Regions from separate parts of the Sus scrofa genome. Here region 2 is linked to region 1. The links are chromatin contacts, called in public Hi-C maps. All regions are on one chromosome and are shown on one strand. Each heading gives the region's core, a stretch centred on a gene start, on an enhancer-like site or on the middle of the called end of the contact. The rest is flanking DNA. Distances are from core to core; before and after follow the strand shown. Region 1 has its middle 120 kb from the start of AKR1E2. Region 2 has its middle 220 kb from the start of AKR1E2.

Region 1 (4,901 bases), core at 864-3,363:
GTCTTCTTCTTGGAGTTATGTTGTAAAATTCTACTTTGGTTGATAGTTTTGTATTAATTGTATGCACTGTCAGTCTCTTTATTCCTCCCGTCTGTGGCTTGTTATTTTTAATCAAAAATTTAATATAATTAAATATTTATTTAAATTGTTTTAATTTAATTTAAATATATTAAATTTGATTGATTGATGAACTGATTGCATTCATGATTTGTGTTTTTCCTTTCTGATCGGACTTAATTTTTCCCTCCCTGTGGACATGAAGAGACTCTTCTGTGTTTTTCCTCCACATTTTAAAGTTTTGTTCTTTACACGTAGTTCCACCTTAGGTAAAATTTACTTTTTAATGTCATTTACCTTTTCCACGTGGATAGCTGATTTCCAGTAATATTTATTGAATTAGAAGCAAATTTTTTTTTAATGCATGAGAGTATCTAATATATTCTCTAGCAGAACCGGATGTTGGCTGAATTAGGTTGATTTTAATTAAATTAATTGTCCCAGTGGTTACAGGAAGGCCTTAGAAGTCATTAATGAGCCCCAAGAGTGCAAGACACGGGGTTTGAGCCGTAACCCTGGGACCTACCGCATTCCTCGCCTCACTACAGACCTGCGAGGTCTCTAGGTTTGTGTGCCTGACTCAGTAATGTCCAAACTAAAGTTTTTCTTTCTGTACCTAGAGGTGACAGAGAAACACATCACTTTGCTGCTGAGAGTGGCATTTTAGGCAGAGGCTAGAAAGTAGGCAAAGTCTGCCTTGTGTAACATTTGTCCATGAATCAGACTGCAGCAGAGTCTCACAAAATATTTATTAAGAGAAAGAGTAAACTTAGCTGATCTAATTTCTGCCTGTTAGTTCTTGGCAGTCTGAAAGATTATATTAGTCAAGCTTTCCAAGTTACCCAATAGAATACAAAAATGATGGGAAAATATTCCAAGTAAATACTGCAGAAAACATGTCTTCCAAAGGCTGGAAGATGGCAAGATGGAAAGTTCTAAGGCATAAAAGTCGTACCACGGTACCGCATGTAAAACCAGAGCTTTTAGCAATAGGATATGCTAAGATTTTGACATCCTTAAACTAGCTAAGGCTCTTTGCAGCAAGTAGGGTAGAATATGAGCTTGCAATGAAGTCTCTCCTGAGTCTGTGACCCAGACGTGCTGATGAAAATTGGAGATATGCCCTCTTTTTTTTCTTTTCTTTTTTTTGTTTTTGTTTTTTAGGTCCACACCCGTGGCATATGGAAGTTCACAGGCCAGGGGTCGAATTGGAGCTACAGCTGCTGGCCACAGCCACAGCCACAGCAACTCGGGATCTGTGCCGCATCTGCGACCTACACCACAGCTCATGATCCTTAACCCACTGAGTGAGGCCAGGAATCCAACCCGCGTCCTCACGGATGCTAGTCGGGTTTGTTAACCACTGAGCCGTGAGGGGAACCCCCTGCCCTCATTTTATTTCATGGAGCCCACAGTCAGTACAATGCTGAATCCCTTTTGCAGAGTGCTCAATTCTCATATATTTTGTCATGAAATGTATGTGTTCACCACCCAAACTGAGAAAAAGTATAAATGAAATGAGAAGAGAAACAGAATATAATTGAGTATTTCAAAGCAATCTCCATTTTTGAAAACTATACATGTATGAATGATATGGTATATGCAAATATGATATAAGATATAAATATACATTATATATTAAATTATATAATTTTGGGTATTTCATAATATAATTTTCATTTATATTCATTTTGTAACATTCATTTCATAATATAATTATATATATATACACACACACACAAATACACAAAAACATATAGGCAGAAAACCAAAATATTGTCAGAATATTTATTTCTTGATGATGGAAATTTTAGTGGTCATCCTTGGTTTTGTTTCTGTGGTCCTACCTTAGGTATTTTCCAAATTGTTCACTGAATTTGAATTAACCTTTACAACGATAAAATGTAATTTGTTTCAAGGCTGAAAAGACTTGAAAAGACGGGGAAATCTTCACCTGAAAACTCTAATTGCAGCAATGATCTGAATCAGAGTTTCCCAGCGCCAGGGAAGCACAGCTGCCCCAAATGCAGAAACGTGGACACCTGTGCCCCCTAGTGGCCACCCTCAGTAAGTGTCCGGGGAGCCTCGTCCTCTGTTGGTAGGAATCTCCAGGGAGACTTGTGTTTATAAAACCGGGAAACCCCGCTCCCTCCTCCCAGGCTGGGGACCCACAGTCTACACTGAGAAATGAGGACTTAGAATTAGGGAATATCCTAATCACGGCTAATGAGAGAGACCCGGAAAAAAGCGGCTGCCACCCGTAGGAACACAAATAAAAAGGAAACTAGGTTTCTTTCAGTTTTAAAAAATACATCAGTATATACTATAGTGTGTATTAAAAGAGTATATATTTTAAAATATATTAGTCTATATACTTAGAATATACTACTAATATTAATAATGGTATTAATGTGTAATATATTACATATGTGTATGTAATACATGTACTAATAATAGTCATATATTACATGCACACTTTTATAGCATTTATGTACTTTAGCATACTTTATATCTTTGAACATATATATTTTTATAGTGTGCTTTTTAAATGTATGCCTGTGTTTGTGTCCGTATTTCTATACCTGTAGTTTTACATAGTATTGTGTGTGTGTATACTGCATATGATGTATATATGTAGAATATGTGTAGTATTCACACATGCCTATTTTTACAAATGATTCTGCATTTGTCAGGGTTTTGTTCTAATCAAGAGCCTAAAGTATGACACATCTGCATTTCTAAGTCCACAGCTAGCAAAAGCATTTCTTCCTTTTGAAGTTACGTGCAGCTCCAATTTGCTTGGAAAGTTGACACATCCAAGTTCATCGTCATTGCTGTTATTATTATTTATGAAATTCAGCATTTCCTCAGAGCCAGTTTGGATACAATAAAGTCTTCAGATCTACAGTCTCACGAGCAATTTATTACGGTCAGCAGAGGACCTTGAAGCCAAATGCCTTTCTTAGACCTGCTTTCAGCAGTGCTCATTGAATTCAGTTTCATGCGCTGGTTTGAAGGAAAAATGTGGGCAAGGTGATAAACACAGCCTTGCCTTGGCCGTAACCAAATTAAAACAGCCACCTCAACCGTGGTAGTCAGGGAATCACACAGGCTGAAACAAGAAGAAAAATCAATGTGAAAGCAAACCTACCTACACCGTATGTCCTGATGGCAGATTCTGACTCTGAGACATACCGCAGTCAGCATGAATCCTTCAGTGCCTGTTGAGTTATTTGAAGAGATTCCATCATTATATATTGAAACTTGGTCCAGGCTTTTTTAGACCATATTCTTAAATCTGCTTTAAAAACATGGGACAATTGCTTTAAAAATAAGTCCATATAAATAATATACGATTCAGGAATATATTGGATTAGGGTTGGTGACACATAAATGAGAACTTGTCATTTTCAAACACAAGCATTTCTTCTTGCTCATGACTTACTTGCCTAGATTTTAACCCGTCCTTCCGTCTTAGTGCATGTAGAGCTACTGGGGGAAGCCCCTTAAGACTCTCCAAGGAGGGACCTAGAAAGGTATACTTGCCGGGATTTGGGGGACACTGTCAGGATCAAACGAGATACATTATGTGAAAGATTATGATCTGACTAACACCCATGTCTGGGCTACTAACTCCTTACTGCCGATAAGCTGAAGACAGATATACGTAGATTTCAGCCTCCTTTCCTCTCAGAGCCAATTGCCTTTGGCCCGGCTGTCCGACGGCAGTTTGGACCTTGTCTGCCTACGGGCTAGGAACGCTGTGTCCTCTCTGCATTTGACTATCCCCGTATACAGTGGGCTTCACTGAAAATTTTGATTAAAAAGGGATAATGTCCTTATGTAACGCATCTTCTATGCATCAACTCATAGTCAGCCAACTTTTCTCTTGTGTCAACAGGAAGAATAAATTTTATGAAACCCAAAAAGTGGGTTTTGTTTCTGAATGAAGGCGGGAGAATATTTACTTTCACTTGGGAACAAAGGTTGACTTTTGAGACCTAGGTGTCACAGTTAGGCACTCTTGGTCCTCAAGCTGAGCATGTAACAACGACGACAACAACGGATAAAGTCAGGAGGTAGACAGAGCTCTCAGAGGGTTTTACTGTAGAGAGTCCACCGCCAGACCCTCCTTGCAGAGACAGGATCCATTGACATCCTAGTTTGTCCTTGTCCACCAGCTGCCCCCAAGGGAGAGGGAAGGCAGAACCTCCTGGGCCAGGGGGTCCCTGTGGGTGGTCTTCTCCGGAAGAGGACGAGCCACCATTCCCAGCCACCATTCCCAGCCGGATGTCCCAGCTGCCCAGGGGGTCTGCGATGCCGCTTCTGCGATGGGAACATGACCCGGGTCCAGCAGCTGTGTGAAGCCACCCTCCCCAGGACACGCCAGGGCCACGGAGGGAGGGCCCCTGGGCAGAAACTGGGTTTCCAGGGGATCGAAGCCACCCCTGGGACGCGGCGCCGCAGGCCTGCAGGAGGGAGATAGGCTCGCACTGTCCCCTTTTCACTTTCCCATCCCCTGCCCCGCCCCCGCGGCTGGTTCACCTCTAGGGAGCCTGGGCTGCCCAGTGGGTTGCGATTAGCTTTCTTGACCCCAAATCAAAAGGCGAGGGTGGAGAATGAGAGGGGGTGTGAGAGAGCGAGTGACAGACGATGAGGTTTCCGGGGCTCCTTAGAGTGGGGGCGGGGCAGGGGGATAACAGAACCACAGACCCCAGGGGCCCTCCTCCGTAGCTCTCCGTCCTCAAGTCTCCCCGGGTTTTTCTTCCTCTTCCTCCTTCCCTCTTCTCTCCCTTCTCCCCCTCTCCCCAGCTGCTGGCCCGCCTTCCCTCCCACTCCCTCTA
Region 2 (4,901 bases), core at 1,023-3,522, 97 kb before region 1:
CTGTTGGAGGCACAAGAAAGAAGGAAATTAGCATTTGTTGAGTGGCTAGGAAAGCCAACCACTATTACTTGTGGTTATACTTCAGGCATGAAATCATTTACTCTTTTTGCCGTAATTGCAGGTGAGCATTACTGCGCCTTTTATATGTGAAGAAGCTGATGTACAGAGAGCTTCGTGCACAGTCATGCAGCCCAGAAAGCAGAAAGAGCCGAGGTGGGAGACTGGGAGGGCTTGGACTTCACACCACATGGGCTGCTCTCTCCAGTCATGCTGAAAGGAAGGTATGGTTTACTTCCTAAAATGGGCCTATCAAAATTTAAACGTATCATTTATTGCAGGTTGGAAGGGACTCTACAGAGCGATTATCTCTTCAGAGAATATAAAAGTGAATTTTTAGACTATCAAACAAAATTGCTCAAGGAGCCATAACTTTGTTCTAGAATTACAGGGAAATATGACATCATGGGTTGACCATGTCTGTACCCAAGCATTTTGGCTCCAGCCAAAAGGAATTTCAAGAGAAAGAAATCCTGGAAATGCAATTGCTGCTTCCTTGGTCTAGAGGCATTGTTTCTTTGCTTTTAGTTTCATTCTGTGACATCATTCTCATCAGACATGAAAGGACGCCAGGCCAAATTTAGCACGTACTTGAACTCTGTGATTTTATACATTAGAAATAAATTCCAATCTTTAGAAGTCAGCCTGTGAACTATAAAATGAAAGGACATTACTTCCCTTTTCCAGGAAAAGTGCCTCCCAGCAGCTTCTTGGACATCACACATTTCCTCCCCATAAACCAGACTTCAATGAGCTAAGTGCGAGTCAATTAGAACCACATGTTACTGTGTTGTCCCTGGATCCAAAGGAAACACTCAAAGGCTCTCACGACAAAGGGCACCGGTCTGGGGTTTGAGTACACATGAAACGGGCTAAGCACTTACCACCTTTCTGGAGCACACGCTGCTTGTGTTCATCGGTTAAAATACCGTGTACGTCATGTTACTGATTTTTGTAAAACCAAGTCAGTATAATTTAAGATAAAGCATTCCATTTGTGGAAGTTCCTCCAAGGGGTGAAGCCGCTGAAAAATGGGAAAAACAGAGTAACTTGAAAATGGGGGGAAAAAAAATCCTAGTTTTCATATAGGCTCATCCGCTTAGGCTTCTCTGACTGGTATACTTTTGTATTAGAAATGGTTATCAGGATTTTGTGTCTGTCTTGGAGAAATTGAAATGGATTTACCCTTGGTAAGCGGGGTATAACAGGGTGCAAATACAATAGGAACCTGTAACACTTGCTGTCATTGAACGCCAATGCTCTGTTGGAGTTAAAGTTCAAGCCATCAGCACCTCTGCAGAGGCGCTCACGCTCTGAGGTGTTACTGTTTTGGGGAACTGGTTGCAATCGTTTTTCATCTGTGGTTGAGAATGCATGCATTCCCAAAAGATGAACCTTACCCCCAAATCTCTATTTTCAGAAGATGTGGGGTGACAATAGTTATCTGTCTCGTGACTTTATCTTTGTGTATAATTTTATCCTTGGTCGATAGATTTGAAAAAGCTAAGAAGTCACACAATCCATCGGAATATTATGTCCCAGTTCTCACTCCACCTGTTCTTACATGGGCACCCCAACTGCATCACAGATAGCATTGTTGACACATGAGGGCTCTACTCACCTGGTAAGGCATCATTTCAGGAGGAATGCCACCCGCCTGGTGTATTTCGTCAGCCGTCCCAGACTGGTTCAGTTCCAGGGCAGGCTGACTGTGTTTTGGTGAAAAGCAGTGAAACTTTACATATGTGGCAGATTTAAAACCAATCTAATCTTTCATTTAAAACTAATCTAATCTTTCATAACGGCACACATTTTCCTTTTATTTTTTAAGTCCCCAAATGGTTAAGGCTGGTTACCAAATAACTGTAAAGAGATCAGATCGATGGTTTTTCATCTTGATATTTTCTTTTGAATTCAGGCCCTGATGTTTCTCTTGCAATTGTAACAGGACTTTCCCGCCAGCAGGAGCCAGGGGAATGTGAAAGCTGAGGCTTTTGCACACTTCCCTGCACCTTGCCTCTGTTGAGACGGGACCATGTTACGATGACATTTAAGGAGGAAAAAACAAGCTGTTCTGAAAGTGTCAGTCTCCCTGTAATCTATTTTTGAACCATGTACTATAACGATATTCCTGTTGACACAGAACCAGTGATTTCCCCTCTGGTGGGTTCTGGCCCTACAGCTGCTTGGCGATAAATAAAGGCAGAGCAGAGAGAGAGTGCAATTAAAAATTAACTGCACCCAACTGACTCTCCACTGCTTTCATTTTTGCATGCTTGTTTGATGCGGTGCTCTTCAAGTGTTTTAAATTGCAACATAAAATAAGGCTGCCAGTGAACAAAAGCTCTAAGAGGAGGGAGAGGGGGCCATCCACCTTGGTTATCTGCAAATCTTTGTTCCCGAATTGTCATCTCTTAACTTTGAAGCAGTTCGTAGCTCTTAGAGGGGATGTTGGAGCAAGGAAAACCACCATCACCAGATCAAAAATCCAGGAGCTCCGATTTTCCTACCAACTCTGAACTTGCTGCAAAAACTTTCCTGGCTCTTCAGTTCAGCCAAGAAAAAGTTCAGACAGGTTCCAGAGATGTGGCTGAACAATTGAATGAGGTGGGATGGGGAGGAATGGAGAAGCGACAAAATAGAAAAGCAATTTAGTTACTCATCAGTATTTCTAAAATGAGTACTGGTGATAAAGGTATTCAGCTACAAGGCTGATGGGCGTTGCTCCAGCTGAGAGCCTTGTTCTAAAGCTTCCTTGGATTGCACTGTTCTAGGAAGGACTAGCCATCTACCCAATGGCAGGCTGATTACATCACACTGTTTATAATGAAGAGAGATACTGCTTTGCTTTGCTTTCCTTTGCTTTGCTTTGCTGTGCTTTGCTTTTTAGGTCCGCACCTGGGGCATAGGGAGGTTCCCAGGCTAGAGGTTGAATAGGAGTTGCAGCTGCCAGCCTACACCACAGCCACAGCAACATGGGCCTCCGAGCCGCGTCTGTGACCTACATCACAGCTCATGGCAACGAGGGATCCTTAACACACTGAGTGAGCCAGGGAATCCTCTTGGATCCTAGTTGGGTTCATTAACCACTGAGCTGTGACGGGAACTCTGGGAGTCCCTTTATTTTACAATGTTGATGTGAACTCTTCTTCACTTGCTCCAACACTTCTGCTGGAATCACCATTCACAGGCTTCCATAAAGCCTTGTGCATCACTACCAACAAACACCTCATTTTATGGCAAAGCAAGAAGGCAGGGGCTCACGCCCAAGGCATGGTCTGGTATTGGCAGGTGCCTGATTTTCCTGAAACAGTGGGCGGCAGGGTAGATGATACTGCTGACAGCTCAGCCACACCTTCTGCATCTGGGTTGTGGTCCGAGACTATTGTGTTTGACCCTCGAATCCGCAGCCCATGCGTTGTGCTGTGGGTGCCATAGTTAAGGACGTGGGACAGAGGGGAGAGCAGCCTCCCGTTGCTATGGTAACAGACCACTAGTAAGTGCTCTGCTTCCTTTCCCACAATCGTGGCTCTTACCATGTTCAGAGGTCAACAGTGACCAAGAAAAGAATGTTGCAGCAGAGAACACAGGCACAGGTCTATCACGTGGTACCCAGGACAGTCCACGGGGCCAGTCGGGGCTCCTCATAGTGTTGAAAAACAGATGGGAGTAGTTTGTACCCAGTGCTCTTTGTGAGAGTGTAACACATACACACATATATGTAAATACTAAAGCAGATGCCAATTACATATTATATACGACTGCACTATGCGTGTGACCTATGAATATAACTATGTTATATGTAACTATGCAGTGTAGAGTTGACTATATTATATATAACTGATAAATAATGCATGCATCTATTATACATTACATAACAATTACACATTTATTATAATACATTATACCTTATATTATAAATATACTTTGAAAAAGAAAGATATGTGTCCATATATAAATTATTTGATTACATAAATTTTAAGAATAAAAGAGAGTACTTAGCTGCATGTGGTTTTCCCCATGGGTTCTACCATCTCTTCCTAGTCTGCTACGGATAATTCAATTAATCCCTCTTGACTTGATTTCCTTGACTGCAAAATGGGACAGTGGTAGGGACACCTCATAGGATTAAGGAGACCAAATGACATAATTTATATAAAGTCATAATTCATGTGAAGTGCTTAGCACCTCTTTTCAAAGAAGTCCTCAATAAAAATGATCTATGATGCTCATATATTTATAGAGATATATTTATGCACAGATACACATATGCATATCAAGCATGGATGACAGATAGAGACAGAGTGACCATTTATCATGTGTTTTTTTTTGGAAGACTTTACTTCTGGAAAAATCACAGTGGAATTATAAACCTTCCTTAACACTTTTCAATGTAAAATTTACGGTTTAAAAGTGACAAACAGGAACGTAACAAATTGTTTAACGTATGTAATTTATTCTCTGAGCAGTGTCAAGAGAAGCAAGCAAATCCTTTGATGTTTATGGAACTGAAACTTTAAGCCTTTAATATATGCTCTTTTACATTCCTTGTATTATCCCCGGGATGACTTTTCATTCTGCCCTCTAGATCCTTGTTAAGTATTAGTAATGCTGCTAAAATGATCATTTCTAAATGGTTCCCCGAGTAACACATTTTGTCACTGTCGTGCTTTCAACCGCATTGTTCTCATAGGTGCAGAATTTCCAGGGCAGTGTTTGCTGGGCCTTTGTTCACGGCTGCATGACTTTTTAAAAGTTTCTCTTGCAACAGGTACAGGTTCTGTTTGAGGAAATCACTTCCCTGGAATGCCATTACCAGGATGACAAGTCCGTCAGCCCAGGCT

Evidence for each region. A called contact is a pair of places that touch in the nucleus more often than the background predicts.
Region 2: a Hi-C map of heart right ventricle shows a contact between it and region 1, with 2.2 times the contacts expected there. The contact joins two enhancer-like sites. A contact is called at or near these places in 4 of 47 Hi-C or Micro-C datasets (embryonic fibroblasts, heart right ventricle, retroperitoneal adipose tissue and 1 more) and 1 of 2 datasets of contacts at active chromatin or transcription factors (skeletal muscle).

What each region holds. Positions count from the first base shown.
Region 1 is chr10:65,814,178-65,819,078 of Sscrofa11.1, reverse strand. No RefSeq gene overlaps it. Among named protein-coding and RNA genes, the nearest start is that of AKR1E2, 120 kb to the right of the region's middle. Within about 2 kb of position 2,113, at least 29 of the 83 cell types and tissues checked have an H3K27ac peak or open chromatin away from gene starts, as enhancers often do.
Region 2 is chr10:65,910,847-65,915,747 of Sscrofa11.1, reverse strand. No RefSeq gene overlaps it. Among named protein-coding and RNA genes, the nearest start is that of AKR1E2, 220 kb to the right of the region's middle. Within about 2 kb of position 2,272, at least 6 of the 83 cell types and tissues checked have an H3K27ac peak or open chromatin away from gene starts, as enhancers often do.